Linked DNA regions of Macaca mulatta: region 2 is linked to region 1. The links are chromatin contacts, called in public Hi-C maps. All regions are on one chromosome and are shown on one strand. Each heading gives the region's core, a stretch centred on a gene start, on an enhancer-like site or on the middle of the called end of the contact. The rest is flanking DNA. Distances are from core to core; before and after follow the strand shown. Region 1 holds the start of ZNF396 (zinc finger protein 396). Region 2 holds the start of LOC106994479.

Region 1 (7,960 bases), core at 2,021-4,520:
ATACAGATAAATTACATGGGGGTTTGGTGTACATATTATTTCATCACCCAGGTAATAGGCATAGTGGGTAGTTTTGAATCCCCCCCTCCTCCCACTCATGTAGACCCTAGTGTCTATTATTCCCCTCTTTATGTCTAAGTGTACTCAATGTTTAGCTCTCACTTATAAGTGAGAACATGCAGTGTTTATAAACCTAAGTTTCTTTCTTTCTTTTTTTTTTTTTTTTTTTTTTTTTGAGACAGTGTCTCATTCTGTTGCCCACGTTGGAGTGTAATGGAGTGATCGTGGCTCACTGCAGCCTTGACTTCCTGGGCTCAAGTGATTCTCCCATCTCAGCCTCCCAAGAAACTGAGACTAAAGGTGCATGCCATTATGCCCAGCTAATTTTTGTATTTTTTTTTTTTTTTTTTGTGGACACGGGTTTTTGCCATGTTGTCCAGGCTATCTCGAACTCCTGGGCTCAGGCAATCCTCCCACCTTGACCTCCCAAAGTGCTGGGATTACAGGCATGAGTCACCATGCTTGAGCCAACCTAATTTTTTTAACTTCTAATTCCTTATCCTATAGAAACATGGCAGCTGTATATAATATATCTGCTTCTTTGCACCTCTGGTCAAAGAAAACAAGGGTTATGTGTTTAGACAGACACAGATCCATGCCCCTAAAAGCTTCTACCCAGGTGGAGAGCAAATATGTTGGGATGAAGGGAGTGGTGAAGAAGAGTACAAAGTTGAGAAATAAATGTCTCTATAATGTCATTATAGAGTGACTGCCTTAGAAATGGTTCATAAAAGTCATAGAGATCTTTATATACCTATATAAGGGAAGCATTCAGATTTGATATTTATTTTCACATGATCACACAAAATGTCCAATTATGTGCAGAGTTATTGATGATAGCATCCCATTCAGCTTCTGATCCAGTCTACCCAAAACTCCCCTCAAATGTCCACATAAGCCATTGTCAAACATACTCTGTTGTCTAACTTTCCTGAATGACACATTATGTACCCAATCATCTGTCAGTCTTCCATCTAAGCAAGCACCAGCCTCCCAAGTGTTTCCAGAATCTGCCCCCATTCTCGTCCCCTCTGTGCTAGTTCAGACCTTCACCAGCTGCAGCCTGGATCTTTGCAACAGCTTCAGGGCTGGTCACCCTGTCTTAAGTTTTGCCTCCCTTCAAATCTATCCTTCATGTTACTATCAGAGAGCCCTACCTGAATTGCAGATGTGCACATGCCACTAACTCAAGTTTCTGCTTAAAACCTTAGTTCTTAGCCCTTTACTCCGCCTGTCAAATGCTTTAAAACTAGGCTGCTGTTTGCCTCTTCAGCCTCATCCTCAGCCACTTATCCCGCTGTCCTTTAATCCAGCAAATCTAAACAACATCCCACACTGGTACCTCAGTCTCAAATGTGTCAACACCAGCCTTCTCCATCAACTCCAATCCCAGTCTCTCCCAGGACCTCCCTCTCTTTGTGCTTTTATAGTATCCTGTAGTTATCTCCATCAGAATGTTGCCACATTGTTTAGAAATGTCCATTTATACATCTTTCTCTTTAATTAGTGTATTAGCCCCTAAAGGGCAAGAATCTACATTTTACCATTGAATTCCCCGTGTTTACCATACTACTGGTATATAGTAGGTGCTCACTCTACTGGGACTTTATTGCTGCTAATTTCTTTTCACTTTACCCCCAAACATTAAAAAAAAAATTAAAACAGCAAACAAAAACCTGTTCTTGCTCTACCTACCTGACTGTGAAACTTTTCTAATCAATCTTTTATGTCTGCTCCCTTTTTGTTGTTGTTGTTGTTAACTTTGGCCTCTGATATCTGACTGTTTGGTGGACCATACCCATGAATTCATCATCCCTGACCTCTTGCCACATCCCACAGTTCCTCCTTCTCCTTGAAGCTTTTGAATGTTGTTCATAGTCTCCTTAAATTATCTCCTGTTACTTCATGCCACTGCCAAGCCTTGCCCTCGTTTCAAATTATCCACTGACGTGAGTCATTTAACCTACCCTACCCACCAGCGCCAGAAACACATTCCCACTGGCACTTTTGGGCTGTTTGCTATTTGTGTTGGCAGCTGCCTCAGCAAAAAGTCTTATCCTGTGAAAGCCCCTTGTTTGAAGCAAGAATTTCTTCAAATTTAGTTTTATTGTACGTTAATTGGGATCCAAACCTCTCCCTAGTCCCCTGGCGTCATAGACTGAGTAAACCAGCCTCTTCTTTCTTCACTTCAGATTCCAGTACTAACATACTATTGGGGGGGCGTCATACGAAAAGAGATTTTTTGTTATTGTTATTGTTGTTTATTAATTAACAAGTGCTTTTCAAGCATCTCTGTCCTCTCCCTAATTCCTCAGTTTTGAGTACAAGTACATTTTCCAGGAGTCCCTAGGGAAAGGGGCTAGAGGAGGAAGTCACAGGGTGGGGCTGTGGTGCATTTAGGCTCAAATTTATTTTATTTTTATTTTTTTGAGACGGTCTCACTTTGCAGCTCAGGCTGGAGTGCAGTGGCACAATCATGACTCACTTGACCCCAGATTCAGGTGATCCTCACCCCTCAGCCTCCCAAGTAGCGGGGACTACAGGCATGCGTCTCTACATTCGGCTAATTTTGTATTTTTTGTAGAGATGGGGTTTAGCCATGTTGCCCAGGCTGGTCTCGAACTCCCTGGCTCATGTGATCCGCCGATCTCAACCTCCCAAAGTGCTGGGATTACAAGCATGAGCCACCGCGCCCGGCCTCAAACTTATTTTTCAATTGCGGTTAAGATTATCTGAGGAAATAAATGTGTATGTATTGTGACAAATTTTACGTGGGTCAGTTCTCACTTTTTCAAGGGCCATTGTGTTCTCCTGTGAAAGCGTGGGGGTTGCGGATGTCAAACCCGCCCCTTAAACCGTCAGTACTTGGAGTGTAACCACTCCAGGAGTGGGAATGGTATTGGGGATTGTACTCAGTGGTAGACAGCAGAGCATTTGCCCCTCTCTGTAATCCTTGGCAACTCACAGGACATTTGAGTTTATCTTCTGTAAAATGGGAATAACCTTACTGAGTTATCGGAGTAAATGAATAATGTGAGCAAAAGTACTTTCCGAAGCAACAATGCTAGTTTACTGAACCAAACACTGAGCAGAGCAGCTGGATTCTCACCCGTCGAGCCTCCCAGTTCTCTCTCCCCTAAGTGCGCGGCTGCGGCGGCTCGTCTCCGTGGCAACGTCCCAGCGTTCCGGGCCCCGCCCCCACCCGCCGCCAGAACCGGAAGCTGTTGCGCAGCTTGCGGTTCCCCGGTTTCTCCCCGACGGTGTCTGGGTTGGCGCTTCTCTGCCGGGAGGTGAGACCCGAGGCCTCTTTAGGGCCCCCAGGCCGCGGTCAGAAGCGGCGGTCCCCGGGCGGTGGAAGGGGGACGCGGAGAGGCGACGGCGGACTCGGCGCCACCCCTTCCTCCGCGCGCCAGTACAGCACCCTCTACACAGTCCCAGATCCCCAAGCCCCTCCCCGCCGCTGCCCCCACATCGCTGTCTGCCCGGGAGTCCGCGCACCCCTTCCCCTCGTCCTTCCCCGGCAGACCCCGGCGCCTGCCCTCCCAGCTGAACCCACGCCCCCTGCCGGCCCCACGCGCCGCCCGTCGGCCCCACGTGCCACCTGCCGCTTCGCCCCGGCGGTTCCCAGCCTGGGAGGCCGGGAGGTCCGGAGACTGTCGGAAGTCAGCCCTCCCGTAGCCCTCCGGCCACAGCAGGGTGGAGCCAAGAGCGGCGTCCCCGGCGGAAAGACCCCTGCGTCCCAGGCTTTGACCGAAGCCTCCCCGCCGCGGACCCAGTTCTTTCTGGCCGTCGTGCGGTGTCGGAGGTTCCTTCCCCCTTCTCAGGTTTAGCCCAGATTCTGCGCCTGGCGCTGAAGTGACAGGGCGGCCCCTCTCTTCCAGAGGCTGCTTTAGCCCCGGGGTCCCTCTTATATCCCTTAGGGTACCTGACGGCTCCAAAGCGGTGACCTCAACCTTTCCCACCTCTCGGGTCTCGTTCCTCAGACTCCTCCGGCCCCTCTTCATCTGGGAGTGCGGTTGCCTGCCGCCGCTTCCTCCTCTGCGCAGAGAAAACGCGCAGTGGTCGCCCCAGGGGCCCTTGCTGCCTATGGCCTCTTAACCACACAGCACCATGGATAAGTGTGGACGGCCTGGATTCAGACCCCAGCTTTGCCTTTGGTCAGAGTATCTGGCTTTGCTGTGACTGCCTCCCCATCTACAACATGGGGGTAAAAATAATCTAGAACTTTTATGAGGATTTAACCTTTGTATATTTTTACTAAGGTGTTTAAAACAGTGCTTGGCACATTGTAAATTATATTAATATGTGTGTCTGCTATTGTTTGTTTCATAGCACATCATTGTGTAAAGTTGTATCGTTTATTTGGTAACAAGCTTTATGAACTCACAGGCTTTATACAGGACACTGGTGTTTCTTCAGTACCTAGAACAGTACTTGAAGTGAGAAAAAAAATCAAATGGCAGGATACATAACAAGGGAAGATGGAGGGGCACGTAAGATTTTTAAAGTAGTCATCATTTGCTGAAGTTGTACAAACACTGTCGTATACCTCCTGCCCAATTTAAAAAATGTGATTAGCCCGGGTGCGGTGGCTCACGCCTATACTCCCAGCACTTTGGGAGGCCCAGGCAGATGGATCACCTGAGGTCAGGAGTTTGAGACCAGCCTGGCCAACACGGTGAAAGCCCGTCTCTACTAAAATTATAAAAATTAGCCAGGCGTGATGGTACACGTCTATAATCCCAGCTACTTGGGAGGCTGAGGCAGGAGAATCACTTGAACCCGGAAGGCAGAGGCTGCAGTGAGCCAAGATCCTGCCACTGTACTCCAGTCTGGGCAGCAGAGCCAGACTCTGTCTCAAAAAAAAAACCCAAAACAACAACAACAAAAAAATGCGATTAGTTACTGATGATACTTAAGAGTAAAATGATACAAAGAGAAGTGCCATCCCCACCCCTTTGTTGCTAACGAGCTAATAATACTTGAAGAAATCGTTGCCCTCACAAGTCACTATGATTGTGATGGTATTGTGAATTGATACAGTCTTTTTTGCAATATTTTGATAATACATAGCAAGACAGAATTTGCTATTCTCCTTTGATCCTCAACAAGCAGAGGCTTGGGACATGCTTGAAAGAAATACTTTGAAAGGAGAAAAATCGTATATTCATAAAGATGTGCCTCCCAGCATTAATTATAATAGTGAAATTAGAAACAACCTAAGTATTTTAAAATACATAGTTAAGTAAATAATATGGATATGGAAAAAAATGGAAATACATTCAGATAAAGGAATGTGCGGCTGCCTTTGTTGTTGTTGTTTTTCTTTTTTCTTATTTATTTATTTATTTTTTAATAGAGATGGGATCCTACTGTGTTGCATAGGCTGGTCCCAAGCTCCTAGGCTCAGGTGATCCTCCCATCTCCCACCTCGGCTTCCCAAAGTGCTGGGATTTCAGGCACAAGCACAGTGCCCAGCTGATTGGGTTTTGTTTTGTTTTGTTTTGTTGGAATGGTTCCTTTAATGTGGAAGTAATGTTTTAACAGTAAAAGCTGAAAGTACTTCCCTCATGAGACTATTTCTTTGAGCTCTTTGCAGCAAACTGAAAACTGATTGGCTCTTTGAACTGGCTCCAGAGTCATAGCATTTCTCAGGCTTCCCTTATTTCCATTATCTGAGAACTTCTATGCAATCCTGGGTGATCTCTTATTGTAATACTCAGTAGCCTTGTGGGCATGGTTTTCAGAATGAGTTGTGAATCGCTTATGCATACGAATTAATGAGTCTTAGCTATTTGGTTCTCTTAAAGAAGTATTCTTCAAAAGCATGTTTTCTGGGCCAGGCGTGGTGGCTCATGCCTGTACTCCCAGCACTTCAGGAGGCAGGGGATCACCTGAGGTCAGGAGTTCGAGAGTAGCCTGGCCAACGTGGTGAAACCCGTCTCTACTGAAAATACAAAAATCAGCCAGGCGTGGTGGCAGGTACCTGTAGTCCCAGCTACTTAGGACGCTGAAGCACGAGAATCACTTGAATCCAGGAGGCAGAGGTTGCAGTGAGCTGAGATCACACCACTGCACTCCAGCCTGGGTAACAGAGCAAGACTCCATCTCAAAAAATAAATAAATAAATAAATAAATAAAAGCATGATTTCTGTTAAGACTAAGGTCAGTATTTCCTATACAGTCTTATGTTTCTCATCTTAGTTGTTTTGTTGTAAGAAGCATTTGTCTTTTGTCTTCTTTCCACTTGTTTCTTTAATCATATTTAAGGAGTGTCCATAAGGAGAGCTTTACTTCCTTGAGGATTAAAGCCCAACAGTACTGAGCTATTTGTCTGTCAAAATGTCTGCAAAATTGGGAAAGTCATCATCACTCCTAACACAAATTTCAGAGGAGTGTAATGGGATTCTGACAGTGAAGATGGAAGAGGAAGAACAGACCTGTGATCTGGACTCTAACCTCCACTGGAGCAGCAGCTATAGCCCAGAGACCTTCCACCAGCAGTTCAGGCAGTTTGGCTACCAGGATTCACCTTGGCCCCGGGAGACTCTGAGCCGACTCCGGGAACTTTGTCATCTCTGGCTGAGGCCGGAGGTGCACACCAAGGAGCAGATCCTGGAGCTGCTGGTGCTGGAGCAGTTCTGGCCATCCTCCCAAAAGAGCTACAGGCCTGGGTGCAGAAGCATCATCCAGAGAATGGAGAGGAAGCTGTGACTATGCTGGAGGATGTGGAGAGAGAGCTTGATGGACCAGAGCAGGTAAGAAGGATTCCTGTGGAGATGAAGCCCCAGGCTGAGTCAAGAGTGCTGGCACATCACTGGGCGTAGAGCTCTCAAACTGTATTCCCAGTCAGCACAACTTGATGTGTAGGGGTGAAAGTACTAATGGGTGTCCCAGCAAATAGAAGGTGGCTCTACTTTTTACCTCCCTTTTCCTGTGTCCATGATAGTTTTTGCATAGTTTATTCTCTGTCATTTTATCCTCAAGTCTCAATCTCATGGTGTTCTTCAGCCTCAGTTATTCCTGTTTTTAGGTCTTTTTTGGACAAAGGAAGGACGTGATTGCAGAGAAGCTAGCACCTTCAGAAATCACTGAGGAATTGCCAAGTAGCCAGCTCATGCCCATGAAGAAGTAGCTCCAGGGAGCATCATGGGAACTTCAGTCCTTAAGACTGCATGGTGAGGGGGCAGGATTCAGTTCATGATGGAAGGTGTAGGGGCCCTCTGCTCACCACACACATCTCGGCTGATTTATGCAAGAGGCCTCAAATCTCCCGCTGTCATCTTCTTACTGTGGAAACTTCTGTTATTTGTCCTACTAAATGAAGATCTTCAGTATTCTGTTCTTCTTTTTCAGATATTCTTATAAAATCTTTAGATATTAAATCCCTGACATCTCCATCAGGGTTTTCATGCCTTTTTAAAGTAGCCCTTTTATGTTCGGGCAGCCCTTGAGGCTTGTCTGTGGGACCCCAAGGTACACAGCCCAGAGACCACTGATCCTCATCATTTCCTATATGACTGCTCAGTTACTGGTGGGATCTAGTAGCAAAATTGCCCATATTGCTGCTAAGGTGACTTTGTTCTCATACATTCTTTGAATACATTTCTCTACTCCCTCACATCCTCAACTGGCCTCAACTGATCTTTGCATTGCTTTCTATAAGTTCTCCAGAATAGCTGTGTAGCAATCTGTTCTTCCACTGCAAATACTAAACAAATAAGTGCTATGGAGAAAAAATAAAAACAAAACAAAGAATAAAGGGGTTAGATGAAGGTAAGAAGTGGAAATAAGGCTGAGTTAGAGACCTTATGGGTTGTGACTGCTTGCTCCTGCTTCAGCCAGAGTAGCTGTGTTTTCATCTGTTTCATATATTGGAACTCAATGTAAAATTTCATTT
Region 2 (7,960 bases), core at 3,521-6,020, 140 kb after region 1:
TGATGTTGTGTTAGAGAGGAATGCTGCTTGAAGCTGTGCCCACATACATCACATCTATAAGGTCTCTCTTCTGGAGGAACATTCTGACACATTATAGAGTCTGTAGTTAGAATCAAGCATCTGTCAGTCTCATCATAAAGGTCTCTCTTTCCTAGAGATTTGTTTGTGAAGATCACTTGATTAAAACTGCCCCCTTGGGAAGGAGATCTTAGTTTCTCCCCTGTAGCACTTCCTTGCTTCCACACTAAATTGCTTTCATGCTCACTAATTCCTCGAAATGAAGGTTCCTGAGGGAGTCCCTGTGATTTTTCTTCTGAGATGCCCTTTGTTGCTGTTTCATTGTTCTCACAATCTGAAACAATAAGTAGCAAACAAACAGATATTACATTTCTCTAGTCACTGTCAATACTTTCTACATGAGAGAAAACAGAAGCTTCTACCTACAAAGATGTCATGTCCTCCAGTATCTTTTTATTCCAACTGGCCAAAAGAGGGTCTCTCATATCTAATAAAGTCTACATCTACACTTTGAATTTCATCCTTTCCTGCCTCTTTTGAGACATCAATTGATAAATTACCTACAATTTTTTTCTACTATTTACAATCTCTTTCTCAACTGATTCCTGTTCATCAGCTTTTAAATAAGCTTAAGTGTCTCCCACCTTTTAAAATTAACCTTCTTGCCTACATATCTCCCTCAAGCAACCTCACTCTCTCTCATAGTGGTTTCACAACCTCACTCTCTCATAGTGGTTTCCTGAAAGAGTTGTCTGCAGCCTTTCAAGTGAAAGTATCCTCATTCCACAATCTGGTTTTTGCCTTACCATCCTCCCCTGCCCCCCACTGCCCCGTCCCCTACTTCCACTGATTCTACTCTCATCAAGGTCACTTCATAGCTCTTTAATCCAATGGGTACTTTCTAGATTATTATTCTACTCTCATCAGGGTCACTTCATAGCTCTTTAATCCAATGGGTACTTTCTAGATTATTACTTAGCCTCTCTGTAGCACTGACACTGAGGATCACACCTTCCTTCTAGAGACATTCTCTTCCAGTGATATTAGCCTGATTTCTGTGGCTGTTCCTTCTTAGATTCTAGGGTAAATCACTCGGAAACACGAGCATTCCTCCAGATTCTGTTTTGGACTCTCATGTATCCTTACTCTACAAAGCCTCTACCCTTGGCTTCCGTTACAACTTATATTGTAAGCTATTGTCTGACTAATGCCTGCCCAGATCCCCAATTATATTCGTATTTTATTAAGCTCTAAAGTCTTATGCTAATTGGGCATTTTACTTTTGAATATTTCACAAGCACCAAATGTACCAACCTAAACAAATCATCAGATGTATTTGTTTTTCCTTATGTTTTCTCATTTACATGAACAATACTACCATTAACCAGATTGTTCAAGACTGAAACCTCAGTATCATCCTCAACTCCTCTCCCTCACACTCTAGTTTTAATAATTACCAGATGTTGCAAAGCAATTTAAATGCTGATGAACAGGAGTCAGCTTTTATGTTCTCCACCGCTCACCATAAGACATATTGATTGAATACACTGTGGCCACTTGGATTATAGCAGTCTCTAATAGGACCATACTCTTGCTTTCCTCGCATGATTCTCCATTTGCAGCTAACTTCTAAACTACAAATCAAACTATGTCACTCCCTGTCCAAAATCCTTCAACGGCACACCACTCCACTTAAGAAACTATACCATTAGCACGACATACAGGTCTTTACGACCCGGATCCTATTTTCCTCTCTGGTTCTTCTCTTACCACCTGTCAATTCTCCATTCAAGTCAAATTCAACTACCTGCAATTTTCAGAGTGGGTTGTATTCTCACACCTTCGATCCTATTTTCCTCTCTGGTTCTTCTCTTACCACCTGTCAATTCTCCATTCAAGTCAAATTCAACTACCTGCAATTTTCAGAATGGGTTGTATTCTCACACCTTCGATCCTATTTTCCTCTCTGGTTCTTCTCTTACCACCTGTCAATTCTCCATTCAAGTCAAATTCAACTACCTGCAATTTTCAGAATGGGTTGTATTCTCACACCTTCGGGATGGTATGGCCTTTACTTGGGCTACTCCTCCTCCCACCCATTTACCTGGCTTTCTCTTACTCATAGTTCAAGTCTTAGCATAGATTTTCTTCCTTCAGGAAGTATTCCTTGATCCTCTAAGATTGGGTTAGGTGCCTTTAGATGTGCTCCAACAGTTCCCAGTGCCTACTTTTATTCTATAATTTACTACATTGCAACTGCCTTTTTACTTGTCCATCACCCACCTAGACCTGAAACCTCTTTAAACCCAGGGCCTGCCACAGTGCCAGACATGTATTGATGCTTTATAAAATTACAACATAATGAAATGAGTGAATGAATAACAGGGAAACTGACACAGGAGGGCTCACAGCAATTCATGAGGGGTGAATACAAAGCCGCTAAAGTGAGCACCTCTGGTTTAGAATAATAAAGGTGATGCTCACATGTGGCAAGTTTATCAAGTGCAATTAATTCTGCATTCTCAAAAACAGAAACCTAAGTGTCAAGAGTTTCCAGATGATTTCCTATTCCTCACCACTTTTAGGGGAAAGGCACGGTTTCCAGGATTTCAGCTGTGTCTTTAAGGGCTGGAGGTGGATGTTTGGTGACTCTTGGGATGCTCTGAGACATGTTAAATCCTTCCATGGCACTGCTGGTTCCTGTGGACTAGCTGGGACCTGAAATCAGGAAAATATGGTTAGCTTTGTGAGAAAATCCCTAGGAAAACTTGCTTAGTAAAAATCTCAAAGAAGTCAATGATGACATCTCCAGGGAGAAAAGAGCATTCAAGGGTATAGACAAGTATGGCTCTACTAGTCACTTCAGGTTAGGCTTCAGTAGAGACATAAAAATTTTTATCCTACTGTTATGATACCATTACATGCTCCAGGCTGTAAATTCCTTTTCCCACAACACATCACTTTTCTCTGTTCCCACCTGCTGCCCTGGGTCATCAAACTCCCTCTCCAAATCCTCCAACAGGGTCACAGCTTCCTCGCCGCTTTTTGGATTATGTTGCTGAACCCAGATCTGCAGCTCCTCAGGCAGAATGCTCAGGAACTGCTCCAGTACCAGCAGTTCTAAGATCTGCTCCTTTGTGTGCAACTCTGGCATTAGCCACTGATAGCAAAGTTCTTGGAGTTGGCTCAGAGCCTCCCGGGGCCCAGGTGTCTCCTGGTAGCAAAACTTTCTGAACTGCTGACGAAACAATTCTTGGCAGGATTGAGTACTCCCATTCTGCTTAAATTTCTCATCCCAGGAAAAGTTATCTTCTACTTTCACTAGTATTAGTTCTTGTTCTGGAGGATCCTGCGGTATCAGGGTTGAAATCGCTACAGATTCCACAGCCATTCTTGGCTGAAACAGCTTAGCAAAAAGCTCAGTACAACTGGGTTCAGTGCTTGAGAAGGAGTGTGAGTAATCTCTTCTTTCCTGAAGGATATAAAAGCAGTTAACTTACAGCAATCAATAAAATCTCTAAAAACTTGTAATAATAAAGATGAGTAACTTTAGTAATACATTGAAAGGGAGCAGATTTGGGGCTATCACTAAATAAAACAATGAGATGATAAACTAAAAATCATTAACCTCAATCAGTGTCTCCCATTATGAAGAATTCCTACCATTAATGTTAGAAAAAACTATTTTAGAAGCCAAAGAATGTGTATGCAACATTAACATCAATCACATAGTGAGAAAATTTCCAATTCTTTTAATTCTGATTGTATCAAGGAGAAAAATTTATCTCTAACATGTATATATTAATACAACTTGTAGAACTCTCTTTTAAATGAAATATAGGCTTCAGAATCAGACTTCCAAGGGTAAAAATATTTAGGCAGAATTTAGTAATACTGATTTTAAACGTTTATTTTTAGTTACTTTCTATCTAAAGTAAGTAATGTTGATTTTCATTTAAGGTAATAATAACTTTTTTTTTTAAGTTCACATTAAACATGAGTTGATGTAAATATTGGGTATTTGTCATTTGATCACATTTGGTGTTTACCAAATTACTTCAACAAACACTGAGGCACTTACTGAGCATTAGGTTAAGGTTTTTGCTTATGAATAAATGAGTCTACTGAGGAATTGACCAAGAACAAAGACGTATCTGTAAAATGCTTACCACGTGTTCAAAAACATAATAGGTACCACATACACAAAAGCAGCAAAAAGATCAGTATCAGTTCTGAAAAAGCCTAGAATATCCCAGGAGTAAAAATGTTCAAAAGCAAAATATGGTAACAAATAGTTATTGTATTAAATGTTGTGAAACAGACCAAACTTGACCTGATTTTAGGATGGCGAGATATCGATAGGAGTGTATGCCCTTAGTTTGTCAGGACAGATGAGTAAAATTCATTCCTCACACTACGATTAACGTTAGAGATTAATTAGCATATTTAGCCTACAAATTTAAGGTTTATTAACCAGTTAGGCTGCACTAACTCGCACTTCTATTTTTATATCCTTGGTTAAACCCGCAGCATTTGCCAAGTCACGGGGTCAGGGGAACTGCGTTTTCCTTTGGAAAGCAGGGTTTTGAGTGCTGGCCTCCTCTAAGTTCCCCAGTCGCTTGGAGACGCCGCGCGAGCCAAGGGGCCGGGACCTGGGGATGGGCAGGCCGAGCAGCGGGGCTCCTCCACTGTCCGGCCCGCGCTCCTAACCCCACCTCCCCCTTCCTAGGGGCCCAAATCCCTCACCGCGAAGCCCAGGAGCGGCCAGGGAATGAGCCGCCGACCCAGAGCGGCAAGCCACAAAGACCGGAAGTGCGCGTACGCAGTGTTCCGCTCTCGTGCGCGCCGGGTTCCCCGCCGCTCCGCCCCTTGCTCTCAGGTAGCCAATCAGAGCCGCGGGATCAACTGGTCCCACTGCCTTCTCCCGGCGGCCGCTAGCCCGGCGGAACCTCCAAGCCCAGGCGAGGGTGAGCTAGGAGTCGGGGTCATTGTGAGGGGCGGCACTCAGGGGCCCCGTAAGCCGCCTGGGCCGTCGCCACCCTGGCTTTCTCCCGGCGCCACCCACGATTGTTGGTGTCGAGTAATTCCCGAATCCCACTCCCAATTTTCTATTAAAATATTCAGATTTTCGGCCGGGCGCGGTGGCTCACGCCTGTAATCCCAGCACTTCGGGAGGCCAAGGCGGGCGGATCACGAGGTCAGGAGATCGAGACCATCCTGGCTAACACGGTGAAACCCCGTCTCTACTAAAAAATACAAAAAATTAGCCGCGCGTGCTGCTGGGCGCCTGCAGTCCCAGCTACTCGGGAGGCTGAGGCAGGAGAATGGAGTGAACCCGGGAGGCGTGGGAGGCGGAGCTTGCAGTGAGGTGAGATCGCGCCACTGCACTCCAGCCTGGGTGACAGAGGGAGACTCCCGTCTCAAAAAAAAAATTAAGATTTTCCTGTGATTCCAGTTCTTTTCCGAGATCTCTGACAAAAGTAAACGCAAATAGGCTGAACAAAAACTAACAGTCACTTATATTGCTCTTGCCTATGAGTATCACTGGAGCCTTACAACAGCTTTGTGCTGTGGCTATATAGTCCCCAATTTACAGCCGTAGACATTGTCCAAAGTCAGGCAACTTGTGACCAGGGACGCCCACGTCCCCATAGTTCAAGGAGACTGGTATCATAGACTCCAGGAGCCTATTTCAGGGTCTTCCCGTTCTTCAGTGGAAGTTGGTATTAAGTCTTACTGTTTAAATTTTTCTGTGGTTATTTAGTCGGCGAAAAATGATGCCTCATGTTTCAACTTTGTGAGCTTAAGATGGTCCCCCTTCATGTTTATTGACCATTTGTGGTTCTTCAGAGATGGCTTTTCCCATTTAAAAAATTAAGGGGGTAAGATTTTTCTTTTTTCTTTGTGAGAATTTTTTGCTTATTAAGGATAGCAACTCATTTGTTGCAAATTGTTTCCCATTTATTTGTATTTATTTTTAAAATGTTACATTTTACATGTTTAAATGTTACATATTTAAAATGTTATATTTTAAAAAGTACATAGGATAATAACAAAGCGATACATACACACATAGAAACAAATTCTCCTTTGTCAGCCAAGACTGTTAAAACACACATATTTGAGAAAAAATGTTCGTTACCATTCAAAGCTATTAGTGACTCACTAAATAATTCTTTATCATTGTGAAATGACTACAGCAATTTTACAAAGCAAAAAAAAATATTAATTTGCTTATAAATTATCAATTGCTTCATAATGAACCACTTTGAGACTTAGTGACTAAAAACAGCAGATGTTTTATTGCTCACAGGTCTGTTGCCAGGAATTCAGGCAGGGCTTAGCGGAGATGTCTAGTCTCTGCTTTATGAGGTGTCAGCTATCTTCACTTAACTGGGGTGGAAGGTCCAAGATGGCTTAACTCACATTACTGAAGTCTTGGTGCTGCCTCTTGGCTGAAGTTACTTGATTCTTCTCCACAAGGCCTCTCTCCATTCAGGAGTTTAGCCCAAGCTTTCTTACATGATGACTGGCTTCCAAAAGAGTGAAGGAGGAGGAAAGATGCTAATTCTCTTAAAGCCTGAGTCTGGAACTGGCATTATATTCTTCTGCAGTATTCCATGACAGAAGGACTAGAATGGTGGAAAAGGGAAATAGACATTACGCGGCTTGATCGTAGGAGGAAATTTTGGCAGTTATCTTTGCATCTAACCTAACACACCTTGTTATATTGAGAAACCTACTACGTAAGAGTGAGACTATTGAAAGAGAGAAGGCATATCAGTTGAAATGCTTTTGGCTGCAGTAACAGGAACCTTACTAGATGTCCTTATTGTTTAAGCCTTTTTAAAACAAATCCTAATAGCTAGATGCATGGAGATAAAATCATTCCCAGGGTTGGTTACTTCTGCATCTGGACAATATTGTCAAGGACACAAGTTTCTTTCTTCTTTTGGCTCTGCCATCTTTAAGTGTGTTGTTTTCCCATCTGGCTTGCTTTATGGTCCTAAAATGATTCCCTCAGTTCCAGATTACAGATAATGTTCAGAGACCAAAAAGGGGAACACCTTTATCTTCTGCCCCTTTAAAAGATTAAGGAAACTCTTTTTCCCCGGCAGATTTCTCTGTCATGTCTTATTAACTGAAATTGCTTTGAGTGCTTACGTCTATCACTGATAAGGGAGGTAAGGCCTCCATGGTGGGATTAGGACAATTGCAATTTATATCTTAGGGCTAAGGAGAAGGCCAGCCTCTCCTAAAGGACACAGACACTCGAGGGAGAATGCATGAAATTAGGGCTGTGTTAAAAAGGCAGAAAAGGGAGATAAATAGATGAATGTTGAGTTTGCAACAGTAATATCTGCTTTGATAGGTAATCTGATTCCCTTGTATAGGTAAGAAAGTGAGACACTGAGAAAAAATCCAGACTCCTGTCCTTCCTTATAAGATGTTACATATGTTTAAAATATAAAATATTAATAATTACTTACTTGCAAGAGATGTAGACTAGAGATTTAGAGCTAATTTCTGGGACATAGTTTAAGTTCCCACTGAGATAGCAACTGATTACCCCGTAGGGGCTGTAGGGCCTTAGGACCTCCTTAGAGCCCCTTAACGGCCTTAGCCAACAATTTCCATGACTTATTTAACTTTCAATGCTATCGATTATATCAGTGCCCTTGAAATCATTCCCTCCATCTTCCCCCATCCCCAATCTCACACATATCCAGTCTGCTTTAATATGAAAATATTTGCTAAATTATTGAATCAAGGTTAGAGAAGTATAATTTTTGTTTTTCTCCTTCAGACGTTCTTAATTTTTGTTTCTGTTTTTTTAATGATATGTATGACAGATGTGAAATAATGTCAGCTCCAGGCATTATCAGTGATCAGTGAGTAAGGTTGCTCATTCAGTGAAGTCCAACTGCTTGAATTACTGTAT

Evidence for each region. Hi-C and Micro-C count contacts between places; a contact is called where the count stands out from the background.
Region 2: a contact with region 1 is called in a Hi-C map of fetal cortex germinal zone, with 2.2 times the contacts expected there. The contact joins the promoter of LOC106994479 here to the promoter of ZNF396 in region 1. A contact is called at or near these places in 2 of 14 Hi-C or Micro-C datasets (fetal cortex germinal zone and liver).

What each region holds. Positions count from the first base shown.
Region 1 is chr18:57,104,645-57,112,604 of T2T-MMU8v2.0, forward strand. ZNF396 (zinc finger protein 396) reads left to right here and starts at 3,271. Exons shown (of 6, transcript XM_015121838.3): 1 at 3,271-3,350; 2 at 6,331-6,700; 3 at 6,703-6,818; 4 at 7,094-7,238. The coding sequence starts at 6,403. It overlaps LOC144336422 (a long non-coding RNA gene), which reads right to left and starts at 4,102. Exons shown (of 2, transcript XR_013408217.1): 1 at 3,986-4,102.
Region 2 is chr18:57,239,821-57,247,780 of T2T-MMU8v2.0, forward strand. LOC106994479 reads left to right here and starts at 4,771. Exons shown (of 4, transcript XM_077974936.1): 1 at 4,771-4,985. The coding sequence starts at 4,790. ZNF397 (zinc finger protein 397) reads right to left here and starts at 4,794. Exons shown (of 4, transcript NM_001261310.1): 1 at 4,765-4,794; 2 at 2,996-3,490; 3 at 2,595-2,736; 4 at 1-352. The coding sequence starts at 3,409.